2 separate regions of the Mus musculus genome follow, and region 1 is linked to region 2. The links are chromatin contacts, called in public HiChIP or PLAC-seq maps. All regions are on one chromosome and are shown on one strand. Each heading gives the region's core, a stretch centred on a gene start, on an enhancer-like site or on the middle of the called end of the contact. The rest is flanking DNA. Distances are from core to core; before and after follow the strand shown. Region 1 overlaps Grin2b (glutamate receptor, ionotropic, NMDA2B (epsilon 2)). Region 2 has its middle 81 kb from the start of Emp1.

The links. HiChIP or PLAC-seq counts read pairs in DNA pulled down with a chosen protein or histone mark.
Region 1: an H3K27ac HiChIP or PLAC-seq map of SST interneurons shows a contact between it and region 2, with 5 times the contacts expected there. The contact joins two enhancer-like sites. A contact is called at or near these places in 8 of 39 promoter capture datasets (the HPC-7 cell line, cranial neural crest, frontonasal cranial neural crest and 5 more), 1 of 15 datasets of contacts at CTCF or cohesin (embryonic stem cells), 9 of 484 Hi-C or Micro-C datasets (cerebral cortex, cortical neurons and embryonic stem cells) and 3 of 115 datasets of contacts at active chromatin or transcription factors (SST interneurons, VIP interneurons and embryonic basal ganglia).

The regions. Positions count from the first base shown.
Region 1 is chr6:135,857,507-135,862,068 of GRCm38.p6, forward strand. All of the region lies in intron 5 of Grin2b (glutamate receptor, ionotropic, NMDA2B (epsilon 2)), which reads right to left. Gm14330 (a long non-coding RNA gene) reads left to right here. Exons shown (of 3, transcript XR_003956535.1): 2 at 986-1,058. Among named protein-coding and RNA genes, the nearest start is that of Gm14330, 7.4 kb to the left of the region's middle. Within about 2 kb of position 2,140, at least 28 of the 459 cell types and tissues checked have an H3K27ac peak or open chromatin away from gene starts, as enhancers often do. A contact at or near this core is called in SST interneurons, cerebral cortex, cortical neurons and 1 more, where this site is marked.
Region 2 is chr6:135,442,124-135,446,651 of GRCm38.p6, forward strand. No RefSeq gene overlaps it. Among named protein-coding and RNA genes, the nearest start is that of Emp1, 81 kb to the left of the region's middle. Within about 2 kb of position 2,743, at least 105 of the 459 cell types and tissues checked have an H3K27ac peak or open chromatin away from gene starts, as enhancers often do. A contact at or near this core is called in SST interneurons, cerebral cortex, cortical neurons and 1 more, where this site is marked.

The sequences.
Region 1 (4,562 bases), core at 890-3,389, 410 kb after region 2:
CTCAAACAGCCTGTCTCTGAGACCTCTGTCTTACATCCTCAAGATCCTTAAGTGCATCCCTACTATAGACTCCATATTGCTGTGTCAGCCATTGCTTCCAAAACTCCAATGGCTTCCTACTAGCTGGAGTAAGAGCTGAACTTGACTCAGGGCCCTCCCTCCACACCTTGACCCCCATCTGCACAGCTGGACTTCTCTCCCGTTCTCCAGATGAGCCATTGCTAAAGTCAAGTGGCTTCTTTGCTGTCTTGGAACAGATGCATTTGTCTGCTTCTCTACTGTTCACTTTCATATGAATGCAATTTGAATATTGCTCCTGCTTAATAGCCCCGCTAAGCTCTTACCCACCTTCTCTCACTTTCTTGCCCATGCAGGCCTCCTCCCTTCTCCCCTCCCTCTGTCCTCTAGCTTGTGGACTACATTTCAGTAGTTCATGTACTGTTCCTACAGCCCATTTTATTCCTGTTGGCTATTTAACTTTTCATGCCCGTGACTTGAATTCTGTGACAGACAATGCACTATTTAAAGAGTCAAATCTCATCCTATTATCCTCTTGCAGAATCTAAATTAGTTCCTTTCTGGTGCTAAGTGTTCAATAAACACCTATCGATTCGTTAGAACTTCTAGAAGACTAGCTTGGAAAGTGGCTCTCACTACTTTCTGGCTTTTCCATGCATACACACACACACACACACACACACACACACACACACACACACGCACATACGCACACACACAATGCACATACATGCACATACGTGCACACACGTACACAATCAATACACATACACACACAGAGGGAGAGGGAAAGGGAGAATGTTTCTTTGGGGGAAAGTGACTCAATTATTGATTTTAGGGAAAAAAAATGAAGTATCAAAAACTGGTTTCTAAAAGCAGTGAGAGAAAATGTAGGTTGACCTCATTCTTGTGCAGGTCCCTGTAAAATGTCTCCTTTTTTGTTTTCCACATTAAATCATCCCTAAAGTCAGCTTTACCTTTTGGATCACGTGACCTGCTTGCCCTCCTGTCCTCTCACGGCCCTGAGAAAGCAGACATAGGTAAGTAAACACATTGGAGAGCCATGGGAAGAGAATGGCGAGCCCTGGTTGTTTCTGAGCAGTTTTGTTATAGAAGAAAGAAAACGATATCGGGCTGTGTCTTGTTGATCATCTAAGGTGACTGCCTAGTGGGTTGCTTTGAGTTTAGAAAATTGAGGCACCTGGAACATACGTAAAAGGTAATTCTGGGATTGTTTTTACTAATGTGAATTCTTTTATCAGTTTAGGAAAGAAAGAAATATAACTCATTTTGCTTATGACATTACAGATGAGAGAGCTTTTTTTTAAGGAAGGGGATGAGGGAAAGGTATGTTTATATATTTATTTCCTAGTGTCTTTCTAATTATCGAGAAAAAGAAAAACATCTTTGGTATACATAGGAGAAACTATTAAATTTTCACCTGGTTAGGTACACATACTTACAAAGTCTTTCCCTCAGCTCTTCTCATTATCTGCCAGTTACAAGAGTCATGGGAGGGGGAGGTTAGCAGTCAATAGTCACATGACGATTTTCTTCATGTGTGGACCAACTCCTGACAATGCAGCATGCTGGCATCTACAGCGATGCCTAAGGCTTAATGCAAATAATGGGCAAAATGGATATTTCATGGGCAGGCAACTGGGAGCGAAGGCATCTCAGAGCTATCTGCAGAGCAGAGATGCGAAGGAGCTCAGGTGGAAACCAGCAGGTATTGCTACTAAGTCTCTCTCCACCTGGTAAAGACCTAATCTCCGGGAAAGTAGAGGGATGTTAATTTGATTAACACTTGCCTGAATTCCCTCAGCCTCCCAGGCAACCAGCATAAACAAGGGAAATTTAACATTTGGGGCAACTTTCTTCCCTGTTTCCCAGTCAGTACAGGTTATTCTGATTATATGAAATTAAAACACGTTCAATAAGAGTGTGTGTGTTCGGGGGAGGGGGGGCTGTAGCAAAACGGCTTGAAGAAGTGTGGTGTTTGATATCTTCAATTAGGAAAAAAAAAGGTTGGGGTGGGTGTCTGCGAGGTAGAATGGGAGCGAACAAGCACACACTGGAGAGAAATGAAGAGATGGAGAGAAGATGAAACAGCATGCGGCATGCTGGGTAGCATCTCCATGGCAACCGCATTGCACATCCAGAGCACTGCCAAAAACAAGTCAAGATCCAAGTAAGTAGGTGTTGCAGAAAGAGGAGATAAGGGCCGGCTGTGGACAGGAACCACCTGGAGGAGATGAATTATCTTGAGGGTTTCATGCTTCTCATTTCTTTGCCTAACCACACCTGAGGCTCCAGTTGGAGCGCGAATGCCTCTAAAGCAACCCTGCTGCCAAATCTACATCTTAGGCAGGAAGGTCTCAGGACAGCAGGGATGAGGTCTGAGGCACTCCAGCTGGAGCCAAAGAGGAAAATTATGAATGAGGATCCCAATCTCCTTGCAGCTAATTTGTTTGCTTTCTTAAGCCATTATTTAATCTAGTAATTTGCACCGAGTAACTAGATGTTGTTCTTCATTTTTCAGGTCCAGTAAGGAGGGGAGGCTACATGGGTGAGGATCTTATTGAATGTGGAAAGTTAGGTCCTGTCAAGACAGACACTGCATTCCCGTACTACTGTCCCTTAGTAAAAACCTATGCCTGTAACTTACAGGAATTCTACTTTAAAAACATGCTCAGGACATCCCTGGAGATAGTAAATGGCTGGAAATGTAGTTTCTGGGCCATTTTAGATTACCCAGCACACGTAAACTGAAGGATGGTGTCTATCGTGGTTCATAGGTCTTCCTTCACACTCAACTAAGAACAATTAAGATCTTTAGAGCTCTTGTGCCTCCTTTAAAATTGCAGCCTGAAAACATGGCTTAAAGAAAGCATCGCAGGCATGTACATGTTAGCATGCCATCGGCCCTTGCAGGTTTATTGTAAGAGATCAAGCTGGGTCCCTGATACTTACCCAGTAATCCTGGTGAATGTGCAGATCTCGGGACCCTAGTCCTAAGACTAGGACTCTATCGATATTCCTCGGATAGAACCCGAGAACGTGTGTTGTCAAGCTCTCTTGCTAGTTCTGCAGTGTAGATGGTTCTGTAAACCATGAAATGGGGGCACTTATCCCTCCTCTTCTGCTCTAATGACTCTGCTACTTGTGGCTCTTTGCCTGGATGAGAAGAGTCTTGCCTCAAGCCCAGGAACGGCAGAGCTGTCAAACCTGCCAGAGAACTGTGCAAGGTAGACTTATAACTCAGTATCAAAAGAAAAGCACAAATCTGAAAGCAACTCAGGGCCACTGGCCAGAAAATGTTAAAGGAAGGGGAAGAGGTGAGATAGGGAACAAGAACATAAGCTAGGAAGGAAGTGAGAGGAGTCGGTTCTTAGTGTTCTGAACCAGAGGTAAGGACGCCCAAGCCCTGCCTATCCATGTCCATTCAGGTGCTCTCCTCATGTGAGAGCCTTGCTATGGAAACTATAAGCAACCATAAGAGCCTTTGCCCTCATTTAACCTGCAACTTGGCTCTCCCGCCTCTCAGTAACGTGAAATTCACTTGCTAGGGCATGTGACAATGGTCAAGTGGGAACAGAAAAGTGAGAAGCCACGTCTCGCAGGCACTCACTGCTCCAGGGAGCTTGCATGTGATGCCGGATGTGATGCCATATTACAGATGAGGAAACGGGCTTGGCCATGGCAAAAGACTAGTGATGTCAGACAGGTCAGAATTTAAATGAGATATGCCTAAGCCCCAAAGTCTATTTCTGAACCCCAGCCCACCAGCTCTTTCCCACGGTCTAGTCTGTAATTTGAAATGACTACATCAAGGATAACCTTCCTGATCACATGCCTACATCTCTTCTCTCCTTCCATCTTTCTCCAGAACTGAAGGAACTGGTACAAGTCTCTCTGTGTGTAGGGTAAAGCTTCCTTTGTGACTCTGTTAATCTTTCCTCTTATTCTTCCTCATTCATAATACTTGAAACAATGTGCACACCATTCTTTGGATGCATCTGGCTTGATGTCTGGTTATATAAGCCTGTATTAGAAGGCATGGAGTATAAGCATCTACATACCTTAAGTGAACCTCTGGGTGTGATACCTAGTAGTACAAAATAAGCAAACAGATACTCCTATAGCAGAAAAGGAGTGGTATCACTAGAAGGTCAAATAACCCGAGTTTTAAGCGATAACAAGGCTTCTCTGACTACCTGCTAATTTCATGGCCAGGTTCTGATGCAGAGATGTGCCTCTGAGGCAGACAGGGGAGTACCTAGTCCTGATTTGGTGACAGTGACAAGGAATGAAGAACTTGTTGTCCTATGGAAAGCAACAAGGAGTCCCTAGGGTTTCTGCATTGTCCCGCTCCATCAGCAAGAAGATGAACATGAGGGGGCCCTTGGCAAGGAATCAAAAGAACATGTATGGCTGGGGCACACCCCTGAGGTGCTAGAGAGGACAGAAAATTCTGACAACTGTGTCATCTTCACTCACATGTCCCCGCTCTCCCAGACCGCCCGGACCCTGCATGTTTTCTC
Region 2 (4,528 bases), core at 1,493-3,992:
GCCTAAGGTAAGGTGAAGCTGGGTATATCTGTCCCCAATTCTACAGTGCAAGTACGTTGTGTCCTGTTCTCATTTGTGGCTTCAGAAAGTGGGTAGGTGGATATGGAAAGACTAAGTTTGGCAGTAGCGGACTCTGTGACATTTGGACCCTGTGTCTGTGTTTCCTATAGTGTCCAAAGGAACTCTTAGCTGACCCATCAAAGGATAGGACAGTAGAGGAGATTCCTGACACCCGAGTCATGCATTATAGAATCTTGCCTGGAAGAGAAGGAAAACAAACTACAATTATCTTGTCCTCCCGGTAGCAAAGACCCCATGCCAGGTACATATTAACTATTAAATAAAATGCTGCCAGAATGGGCACTGGGGCGATAGGGACTGGGGCTATGGTTCGGTTGGTAAAGTGCTTGTTATGCAAGCATGAGGGCCCGAGTTCACATCTCCAGTGCTCACATATAAAGCCAGACATGGTGCTCTGCGCCTGGAGTCCCAGTGCTGAGGAGACAGATAGGAGCTTGCTGGCCAGCCAGGTTAGCTGCACCAGAGAACTCCAGATTCAATGAGAGACCCTGTTTCAAAACACAAGGTTAAGAGAAGCATGAGAAGACTATCAGTGCCAGTCTCTGGCCTCCACAAACATTTGAATGAAAGTCTATATAAATGGATGGATAGATGACTAAAGGAATGAGCAAATGGATGGATGCATAAGAATCAGGAGAGAGAACCCATGTTCTCACCTCTTACTTCTGGTAACTTAGTGGCAGATTAGACTCTCAGAGGTAGTGTCTCTCCATGAGATATGCATTAGGATTCTGAGACTAGACTGTTCTGTGTCCCAGGGGACCTTTAAGGTCATTTGAATAGTCTCTGTCCTGCGGACATGCCCTGTGGTGTACCATTCTATTGGCTCTGTTGAATTAGAGGGCAGGAGCTGCCCACGGCCTCAGAGCACCCAGGCCAGCTCTCGCTCCTGTGGCTCAGGATTTTGTTCTGAATTCATTTTTCCACTTGCTGATTTTCCTACACTTCCAGGGGCTGCTCTTGGCTGACCCCCACGCTTTCATTTAGAACCACGCTATGTAGCTATCTCCTTGTAGTGGTTTGAATGAGTACCGTCTCCACAGGCTCTTATAGTTTGAATGCTTATTTGTCAGGGAGTGGACATGTTTGGGAAAGATTAGGAGGTGTGGCTTTATTGGAATCGATGTGGCTTTGATAGAGAAGGTGTGTCTCTGGGGGTGGGCTCTGAGATCTCTCTCACTACTTGCAGGATGTAAAGCTGTCAGCTACTGCTTAGTATCACGCATGTCTGCTTCCCTCCATGATAATCATGCATCAACCTTTGGACTCACCATACTTCAGCGAGTACCCCGTCAGCCATACTACTGAAATAAACACATTGCTTTATCAAACTGGACACAGATGGGACCCACTCCTTTGGTCTGCTGTTGGTACCCTACCTTGGGAAAAAAAGACATCTGTTTATGGAAAAGTCACCTAGCAAGTATCTAATTGTCCATTATTTCTCCCTTGGTGCCTATGATTATAGACTTGGGAGTTGTGTCTCTGGGGGAACTTCTTGTTGGTGGCAGCTCCTTCGAGAGAGCCTTGGGCATCAGAGCAATCTGACACCAAAGTGAAAGATGGCCACCTAAAGCCTCTGAGATCAGGCTGAAAGCATCAGGCTCCATCCGAAAGCTGGTCAACTGTGCACCAATTGGCTCCTTGCAGAGCAAATGTACACCGATGCCTGGTGGGACTGAGGATGGGTGTGTCAACTGATGGGAGAGGATGGGAAAGTGAGAGGTGACAGAGCCACCCGCTACTCACAAGCCCTTCCTTGCTTTCATATTCTGGAATTCTGGAAGGAGTTCCCAGGATGTTGAGCAGATTGTTCAAGGTCAAACAGCTAGCCTCTTGACTCCTGGGTCCCAGGATCACTGCAGGTACAGGACACAAGTAGTATAGGTTGATTCCTTTCCCGAAGCAGCTGGTGGGGAAGCAGAGGGGAGAATATGGCCTTGGTGCTGAAGATGGAAGGAGGCCTGGCTCAGAGCAGGGAAAACTTTGTAAGTGTTATTTTGTGAAAGAATTATATTAAACAGATTCTATTCCGACTATCAACAGATTTTCACATTTCCACCTTCCCCCTCCACAATTACCTCCTTCAGCCCCCACCATTCCAAACAGAATGTTTCCTTCCTGCTTGCACTGTAAGACAGCAAAATTGGCTTTCCCTTTAGACTCTACCTCCTGTACAGCACCATCTGGGGCTGCATAGCTTACTCTGTCGCCTTTATTTCTTAAAACATTTTGCTTGTTTTAATAATAATAATAATAATAATAATAATAATAATAATAATAATAATAATAATAATAATAATAATTACTATTATTGGGGATTGAACCTGAGACCTGACTCACACCAGGCAAATGTTCTACCAAGGACCCACATGCCCAGCCTCTTTTCTTTCTTTGAGACGGAGGTCTCAGTAATTTTTCTCAGCTGTCCTGGAACTTGTGGTCCTCCAGCCTTAGCCTCCCAGATAATTGGGATTAGAGGTGTACACCCAATACCAGTCCGCACTCTTTAAAACAAACCTTTCCCAGTTTTGCGCAGTTTCTCTGCTGGCCGCCAGGGGTCGCCCTTGGGCAGGTGGAGCCTCCTCTCCGCAGGGTGCAGGGCGGTTTGCCAGGAATCTGGAGCCGGCTTCTGTGTATATCAGCGCACAACATTAATCAGACGCAGGCTCTGCAGTGCTTTCGAAGGGGAGTAAGGAGCCAGGGTTGGGAAGGAGATTTTGTAAGCAGCCCAGCCAAGGGCCTTCACCTCTTCTACCCTAGGCTCACAGCAAACAGTGCATCCAGGACAGCCACTGGCTCTGGTCCAGGGTGCTACCCTTAGCGCTCAGGGTTGTAATTTACAGAGGGCCTGTGAGTCCTGGGGGGATGGATGTCTGCTGGGCTGTCTTTTTCAGGAGGAGGAGGAGACAGTAGGTCGATGATTCCTTTCTCTCCTTCGTCTTCTTTTTTTTTGCATGCTTCACTCAGACAACCAGGTCCTTGGAAGCAGGCATGGCTGGCTCCCTTGTGCACACAGAGGAAGCTCCGTCTCCTGGTGATTTCTCAGTTGCCCCCATACACCGGGATGGGTATCCAATGGTCTTTGCATGTGCCAGAAAGCCAGACCTCTGCCAGGCTCGTCTCGGATGGGCTCTACAGGAGGCAAAGTGCACGTGCTCCTTGGAGCATGAACTTCTCAACGTTACATTTTCATCTCTTCTGTTGTTCTTCTCCAAGATGGGGCTGCTGGTTAAGATTTGATGCTGTTACTGGACACACATCAAAGACGGAGGCACAGGGGAAGACAGGGAGAGAGAGCAGGGGAGGAAGCTGAGGGTATTGCCAGCCTGGAACCCTGCAGGGACCAGAGAAGCTGGGGCTCATCTGGGGTCAAGGTGCCTCCACTTTACTTTGTCTTTTCTCTATGTGCCCCTCCCTCCTACCGTCCCCCCTTCTCTCTGATCTCTTTCTTCCTCTCTTCTTTCTCTCTCTCTCTCTCTCCCTTCCTTCCTTCCTTCCTTCCTTCCTTCCTTCCTTCCTTCCTTCCTTCCTTCCTTCCTTCTTTCCAGACCCAGCATGTGTGTAGATGAACATGCATACATAAGGGTACACTTATAAGACATGACAACTGCAATCTTTCATAAGGTGTTTTGTTTTTAAAAGAAATTAGACACTAGGCAGGAAAAGTGAATTTAATGGAATGAGTCAGTAGGTGGAAAAGTGGGAGCTGACTTGAACTTCTCCAAGAGGGAGGGCAGCTGGGCTGAAGAGTCTGAAGAAAGACATAAAAGTGAGTTTTCACAGCCTTTGGCTGGGGCAATGGACAGGCTGCAAGAATGTCAGTAAAAGGTAGAAAGGGGGAAGGAATGTGTGGCGTCTAATTGTGCAAAGGTGGGACTAGGGACGGGAAGCCTTTGGATGCCCAAGTGAGGGACTGGAACACTGGCCTTTGTATTAGTCAGGGCTTTATTTAGAGCAACAGGACTGTTAGAATGAGTCTTTTTCTATACAGGGAAAGAGAATTTATTAGAATGAATTACAGGCTGTGGTCGAGCTAGTCTAACAGTGGCTGCCTAGGAATGGAAGCTCCAAGAATCCAGATGTTTGGTCCATGAGGCTGGATGTCTCAGGATGCGCTGGGATCCTGAAGGAGTAGGCTCTGAGGCCAGTGAAGGGAAGGATTTGCTAGCAAGGTGATAGGTAAAGAGCAAAAGCTTCCTTCTTCCATGTTCTCGTACAGACTTCTAGCAGAAGGTGTGGACCAGATTAGAGGTGGGTTTTCCCAGCTCAAAAGGTCCAGATTAAAGGTGTGCCTTTCCACTTCAGAGATCCACATTAGAAGTAGATCTTAAATTAAGCAAAATTCTCACACAGGTGTGCCTTCCTTGTTTGTGTTTTACTTAATTCCAGATGTAGTCAAGTTGACGACCAACAATAGCTGTCAAGCCTTTGTAGGTAGAGGTTT